2 separate regions of the Mus musculus genome follow, and region 1 is linked to region 2. A link is a contact called in public promoter capture Hi-C data. All regions are on one chromosome and are shown on one strand. Each heading gives the region's core, a stretch centred on a gene start, on an enhancer-like site or on the middle of the called end of the contact. The rest is flanking DNA. Distances are from core to core; before and after follow the strand shown.

Region 1 (2,988 bases), core at 11-2,510, 3.7 Mb before region 2:
CGGTTAGGTTGAGCGCCTCGCAGTACAGCAGCCGCCCCTCGCACCGACACTGCCCCGGGCATCCGCTGGGGGCGGCGGGCAGCATCTGAAAGCAGGCCCCCAGCAGACACAAGACCACCCCCGAGGGCCTCCTCAGCAGCCAGTGTAGACAGAGGCCGAGTAGCAGGAAATCCATTAGCGAGAATCTTTCCAGAGAGACTGGAGAATGTCCATTGGAAGCGCTGGGTCAGAAATCTATAGCATATTTTATTCCGAGGGAGAGGAGAGGGAGGGGGAGGGGGAAAGAAAGGGACAAAAAAAAAATCAAATCAATATAGAAAAATGCAGAAGGAACCCCCCCTCCCTAGAGCCACACGTTCACCTCTAAGCATGCAGAAAGCCGGGCGGCATACAAAGTTCACAGCCACGGAAAGATCAAAGCCGGGGTAATGCAGTCCATGTTAGATGCGGCAGCAAAGGGAGGAAAAATTTTTTTCTTCTGGAAAGAATTTAATTAAAAAAGTGTCTTACCCACCCTTTTCCAGCGAGTGACAACCTCCATTCAGCTGCTCCCTTTGTGTGTAGGCTAATTATATGCAGGGCGAGAGAAGACCCCTCTGTGTTTCCCGAGGCAGCCCTGCTCCGCGGCCCGAGGATCTGGCAGACGCACAATGTCTCACTTTGCTGCTGCGCTCCGGGGCTGCAGGGGCGGTCGGCGAGGCGGGGAGGCGACTTCTAGGACCCGCAAGTTTCCCAACTACGTGCCGGGAGCCCGTGCTTCTCGCCTTCCTGCCTCGGTCCCCCTTTTTTTTCCTCTGCAGTTGAGACTGTGACGTGGTTGGGGGGTTGAGGTAAAAGATCAACTCCAAACTCGGGGCTCGAGACTCCCCAGGATTTGACAGTCTGGAGAATGTCATCGGCAATGACCAACGCGAATCGAAGCCACCTTGGAGTCCAGGTTGGAGAACGCCTGCCATTCGTGTCCCGGGCAGCTGCGGAAACCTGGCCGGCTCATGCCTTGCGGAGCGCAGAGCAGCGCCCGGCTCCTTCCCTCCTCCGAGGAGTGTGCGCGAGCCTGCACCGGCACCGACTGCTCACTGAGTGTCGTAAGCTGCTCGCGATTGTGCGTCTTCTCCGAGCACCTCCAACACCGGCAGATTGAAAAGGGGTGGGAAGAAAACCAACATTTTTTTTTTAAACCGAGCCGCTAAAGTAATATATGTTCTTTGATGAAATGAAAAACACTCTCAGCTTTTTTTTTTCTTGTATCTATTTGCGGGCGGAAAAAAAAAAAAAAAAAGAAGAGGGGGGGTAAGAAACATCATCAATGACAAGATATATCTAAATGAGGGACTAACATATTCGCCCCCCCCCCACCGCCAACCTTTCTTTGGGGATATATCCCCCTCTGTTAAACTGCGTACGTGTAACAGAAACGTAGGACTCTGTAGAGCAATCAACATTTGTTTCTTTGCTTTCCAAAAACAACTTGAGAGGAGACACAAGAAGGCAGGGATTTGGGGTTTGATTCTGACAGTCTCAGTCTCCTCTCCTCTCCTCTCCTCTCCTCTCCTCTCCTCTCCTCTCCTCCCCTCCCCTCCCCTCCCCTCCCCTCTCCTCCCCTCCCCTCCCCTCCCCTCCCCTCTCCTCTCCTCTCCTCTCCTCTCCTCTCCTCCCCTCTCCTCTCCTCCACCTTCCCTCCCCTCCCCTCCCCTCCCCTCCCCTCCCCTCCCCTCTCCTCCACTCCCCTCACCTCTCCTACCCTCTCCTCTCCTCTCCTTTGCCAACACTTACACTAACTACCCTTCTACATGGAGCTGGCCATTTTCAGAGGTTGCTGAAATGCTTTGCAAGCCCACTCTGTTGGAAAAGCCATCTGAGTCGGGCTGGTGTGAGAGAGCTGCAGTAAGGCACATTCAGTCTGTGTACTCAGAGACTGCTGAAGCTGCTCCTGGGGCTCACCCAGTCTACATGGAGCACACTGCTTTCAAGGATAAAGATGCTGTTGCATGACATGGGAGAGCCTACCACTGACATGTGCTGTTCATGCTAATTACATCTAACCCCTGGAGAATGCACTAGAAAATGTGTAGAGAAGAGGTATTTTAAAGGAAAAGGAAGCCTTTTTCTCATCCACCCATCCTTGATTCAGTTGTGCTACTGTACAGTAATGTTACTTTTCTTAGAATACCAGGAAAAGCCCCGGCTGGATTTTCTACCTTCAATCCTTTATAGACAGTAGTCCATATAATGAATAAGTACCCCTCTGGTCACAACCAGTTCTACCCTATTGCAACAGACCAATTGGCCATCTGTTTTAAAAAAAGAAAAAAAAGTTAAAATCTTCAAACATGGCCAAGTAAGCCAGTGTCAGGAGGAGTCATGGGTGGAAGTGGACGACTGTCCTCACATCTGCATCATTTCTGCTTCTAATAAACTCCAAGTAAATGGGCGCTATCACTCCTATGTTCCTAGGAGTGATGGTGAGCTGGAAGGTCCCACAGGTTGAGATTGGTCAAGCCACTAAACTGGCCCTGAACAACAAAGTTGAAAAGACGAATCGGTAGAATTAAGGTCACCAAAGACAGGTAACACTTTTCAGGAAAAGCCCTATGAATCATCCCATTCTGTATTCCTCTGAGCTCTGCCTTGGTTATTCATCTCCAGGATGCATCATTTAATTGAAAAGAACACAAATCTGAAATGTCCTAGACATCACATGCTGTCTTAGGAGCTACAAGAGACATGAGAAAAAATCAACCTTCTCCATTTTGCACATGATGAACCTGAGGCCAGAGACATCTGGGGATTATTCAAGGTCATACAACTTACTGTCACAGATAGATCTTTGTTGTTCCTCCTCAGAGCTGTGTTCTTTCTGTGCAACTCTGGATGGTCAGCTGTCCTCACCCTGTCTCCAACTTAGCTCTGGACTAGGCACTTGGCACTTCTGTGTTGCTGCAGAACACTTTAACAGACAGAGAAACAATTTCATCATCAAGTGGTTTT
Region 2 (3,239 bases), core at 502-3,001:
TTCCTTTTGCATTCTTTCCCCAATGACCAACAACCGCAGAAGCCAGCACACAGTGGGTTGTAACATACTTCTTGGCGCCCCATGTCTCCAAAAAGTGACCGAACATTCTTCCTGAGCAGGTCTTTCCAGGCTCTGCCCCTTTATCATAAAAGGCCTGTCCTAACAGAATACTTACGGAGGAAATGGTGTTAGGAAGTAACCTTTGAATGACTAAGGGACCACAGCCAGATTTATGTACTCTACAACTTAATTCCATCTAAGTTGGGAGGGCTATTTCCCAAACCCCAAATCAAGGAAGCTTTAGTCCATTACCCTTCAAAATTCCAGTCCTGAACCCACATGCTCCAGCTTTTCCCTCTGCACACACAAACAGGAAAAGTCTCCCGGGCCACGCCTTAATCATCACCCAAACTGCAAACTCTAGGCTCAAACTTGTCAGCAAAGATGAACTTGCTTTTCGCCAGTCGTGCCAAGAAAGGCAAGGAAAGGCCGCACGACTACAACACATAAACAATAAATAATCACAGGGGAGGCGAACGGCACTAAAAGCAGAGACCAGGGCTTCTGCGAGTGCAAAGCTCGCCTTATGGAGCAAAGCCGATCAAAGCAGATGACACCCACGTAAACCCCCACACAGAGAGCAGAAAGCCAAGATTAAGCCAGGACTAAAAATGGGCAAGCTGGGACCCTCGGGCCTCATGATCAGCACAAGCAAGCTGACAGTCCCAGCTGCTTTCCAGAAAGAGTCCTATTCCGGCTAAGTTCAAAAAGTCAACCCAGACTTTTCTCTCCATCCCAGGAAGGCGGGCTGCAGCAGATGTTAGGTGCTCACCCAGACACTGGCATTCCTTCTTTTCAGAGAGATACTTTGTACACAGCACAGCTCCAGGGTCCAGAGCCTTAAGAGGTTTAGAAGGATGCTAATCAGACAAGATGCTGTAAAGGTCACCGGAAGTTTGGAGAGCGATTAGAGAGCGGTTCTGCATGTGTCTCTTCCATTCCCCTCTTTTTTATGTTTTAAATACTTACTGCATAATCTATTTCTGCTGGGGGGGGGGGGGGACGGGACACGTTGCCTGGGTGTGAGATGCCTCAGAGGCCAGAATAGGGTGTCAGATGCCCTGAATCTGGAGTTTCAGGTGGTTGTAAGCCAGCCAGCATGGGTACTGGGAACTAAATTCAGGTCCTCTGGAAAAGCAAAGTGCTCTTAGCTGGTGAGCCATCTCCACAGCCCTCAATCTTGACACAACAGCAACAGCATCTAAACACCATTCCTAACAACAGTACAGGAGGAAAGACCAAAATGTCCATCTCAAACAGTAACTTACAGCAAAAGGCTGTCACAACGCACCACAGGCCAGAAACGTTTTTGTTTCTCTGAAAACCAACATCTCTTTCCAACTTTACAGTCCAAGTCATCAGTAAGAAAACTGAAGCATGGAGACCTTGATCCAAAATCAAATGACAAATTCACAGAAGAAGGCCTCTAAGTAGCAGTAAACTCTCTTGGCTCCCTCCTATATAAGCTGATCCCTACATAAGCTGATCACAATACCATCTCTTTTGCAGAATGTCGCTTGTCTTCCAACATCCCAGGACAGCTCCCAAAACCCCACAGCCAGTTACTGACCCTTATTGACATCTGAAAATCCTGTCACTCTCAAGCTTATTTTCAGAGATCCTGAGACGATTGTCATCACATCTGAGAACACGGTGCCTAATCCCTGATTTCCTTGCCTGCAGCGCCCCCTACTGGCAGTTTCAAGCCACATGTCGCCCCTTTTCCTGCACCGGTGAAAAACCTGAAACAACGAATTTCCACTCACCGTGACAAGATCTGCTGAACGGGTTCTTCTCATCGGGATTTCTGAAGCTAGACTCTTCTGGCTTCACACCGTCTAGCCATGCCCTGATGTCAGCACCACAGACATCATCTCTACTGGCCTGCCCCTGACCTTACCGCCCTCATTCTATGATAGCCCTTCTCTCCTTGATATAATCGGTCCATCTCTCTCTCAGTGCTGTTCCTTTGATCAGTTCTGTAAAGGTTTCAACTTAAGCTAAAATATGGTGTCACCTGTCTTATTTAGAATGGACGGTTTCATCTTATTCAAAAGTTGCTATGCATGCCGGGCAGTGGTGACGCATGCCTGTAATCCCAGCACTTGGGATGCAGAGGCAGGTGGATTTCTGAGCTTGAGGCCAGCGTGGTCTACAGAGTGAGTTTCAGGACATCCAGTACTGCACAGAGAAACCCTGTCTCGAAAAACCAAAAGAAGAAAGAAAGAGAAAAAAAGGATGCTATGCTGCTATACTAATGGTAAATGGCATGTTTCACGTAACATACCATTAACGGGGCCTTCAAACCAAATGATACGTCTTTCTGTATGGTCTATGTAAATTGAATCCTAAAATATCCCGCCTAGTAAATTTATGTTGACAAGTCATTTTTTATTAAGAGTCACAGCATTTTATTGGATACTTTTCAATGAGTCAATACTACTCAGATAACCCCCAGAAGTGTGTTTGTTGCCCTCTGGAACTGCCTGAATTTATGTTTTGACCAAGGCCCATATCAAGCTCCCAGCACCATGAATCTGAAAGACACAATCACAAATAATACCTCCTTTTCTGAGTTTCTTCCTTCCTTTCCTTTCCTATTTCTTTTTCTTTTCCTATATTTTATTATATTTTTGTTACTTTGTAGCCCAAGCTGATCAAAACTTACATCTTCCTGTCTTTCTTTCTCAAATGCTGAGCTTAGGGGTGTGCACCCCTAAGCGACCCCCCTCCCCACCCCACCCCCACCCCCGAATTTCTGCTCTCTTTGCATTTGGCAGTGGACTGGACCATGGTGGTGCATACCTTTAATCACAGCACTCAGGAGGTAGATGTAGGTAGCCTTGTCTATAGAGCATGTTTCAGGGTGGCCAGGGCTACTCAAAAAAAACCCTGTCTCAAAAAAAAAAATCTAGCAGACTATGTAGTATATCTATCACCAGGCTTAGGGGTTATTAACAGTATGGAAATGAGGATAAGTAGACAGGCTGTGCTCTTATTTCATACTGTCCTGTCCTCCACCTTAACTGGTCTGGGGTCTCCTGATGTTATTGGTCAAGGCTCAGTTTTATAAGAGAAGACTGGGACATAGAATCTTGTTATACTTTAGTGAACATTAAGCTACATCACTGAGACTTCACTGAGGCAGCCAATCAGTGCTACAATACCATGTCATCAAT

What was found. Promoter capture Hi-C pulls out the DNA fragments that hold promoters and counts their contacts.
Region 1: a contact with region 2 is called in a promoter capture Hi-C map of hippocampal neurons, with 6 times the contacts expected there. The contact joins the promoter of Lrrtm1 here to the enhancer-like site in region 2. A contact is called at or near these places in 5 of 39 promoter capture datasets (cranial neural crest, frontonasal cranial neural crest, hippocampal neurons and 2 more), 12 of 484 Hi-C or Micro-C datasets (cerebellar granule neurons, cerebellum, cerebral cortex and 4 more) and 1 of 115 datasets of contacts at active chromatin or transcription factors (embryonic forebrain).

What each region holds. Positions count from the first base shown.
Region 1 is chr6:77,240,749-77,243,736 of GRCm38.p6, reverse strand. Lrrtm1 (leucine rich repeat transmembrane neuronal 1) reads right to left here and starts at 1,260. Exons shown (of 2, transcript NM_028880.4): 1 at 515-1,260; 2 at 1-234. The coding sequence starts at 175. The region is part of intron 8 of Ctnna2 (catenin (cadherin associated protein), alpha 2); the gene reads left to right.
Region 2 is chr6:73,516,698-73,519,936 of GRCm38.p6, reverse strand. No RefSeq gene overlaps it. Among named protein-coding and RNA genes, the nearest start is that of 1700065L07Rik, 47 kb to the right of the region's middle. Within about 2 kb of position 1,751, at least 5 of the 459 cell types and tissues checked have an H3K27ac peak or open chromatin away from gene starts, as enhancers often do. A contact at or near this core is called in hippocampal neurons, where this site is marked.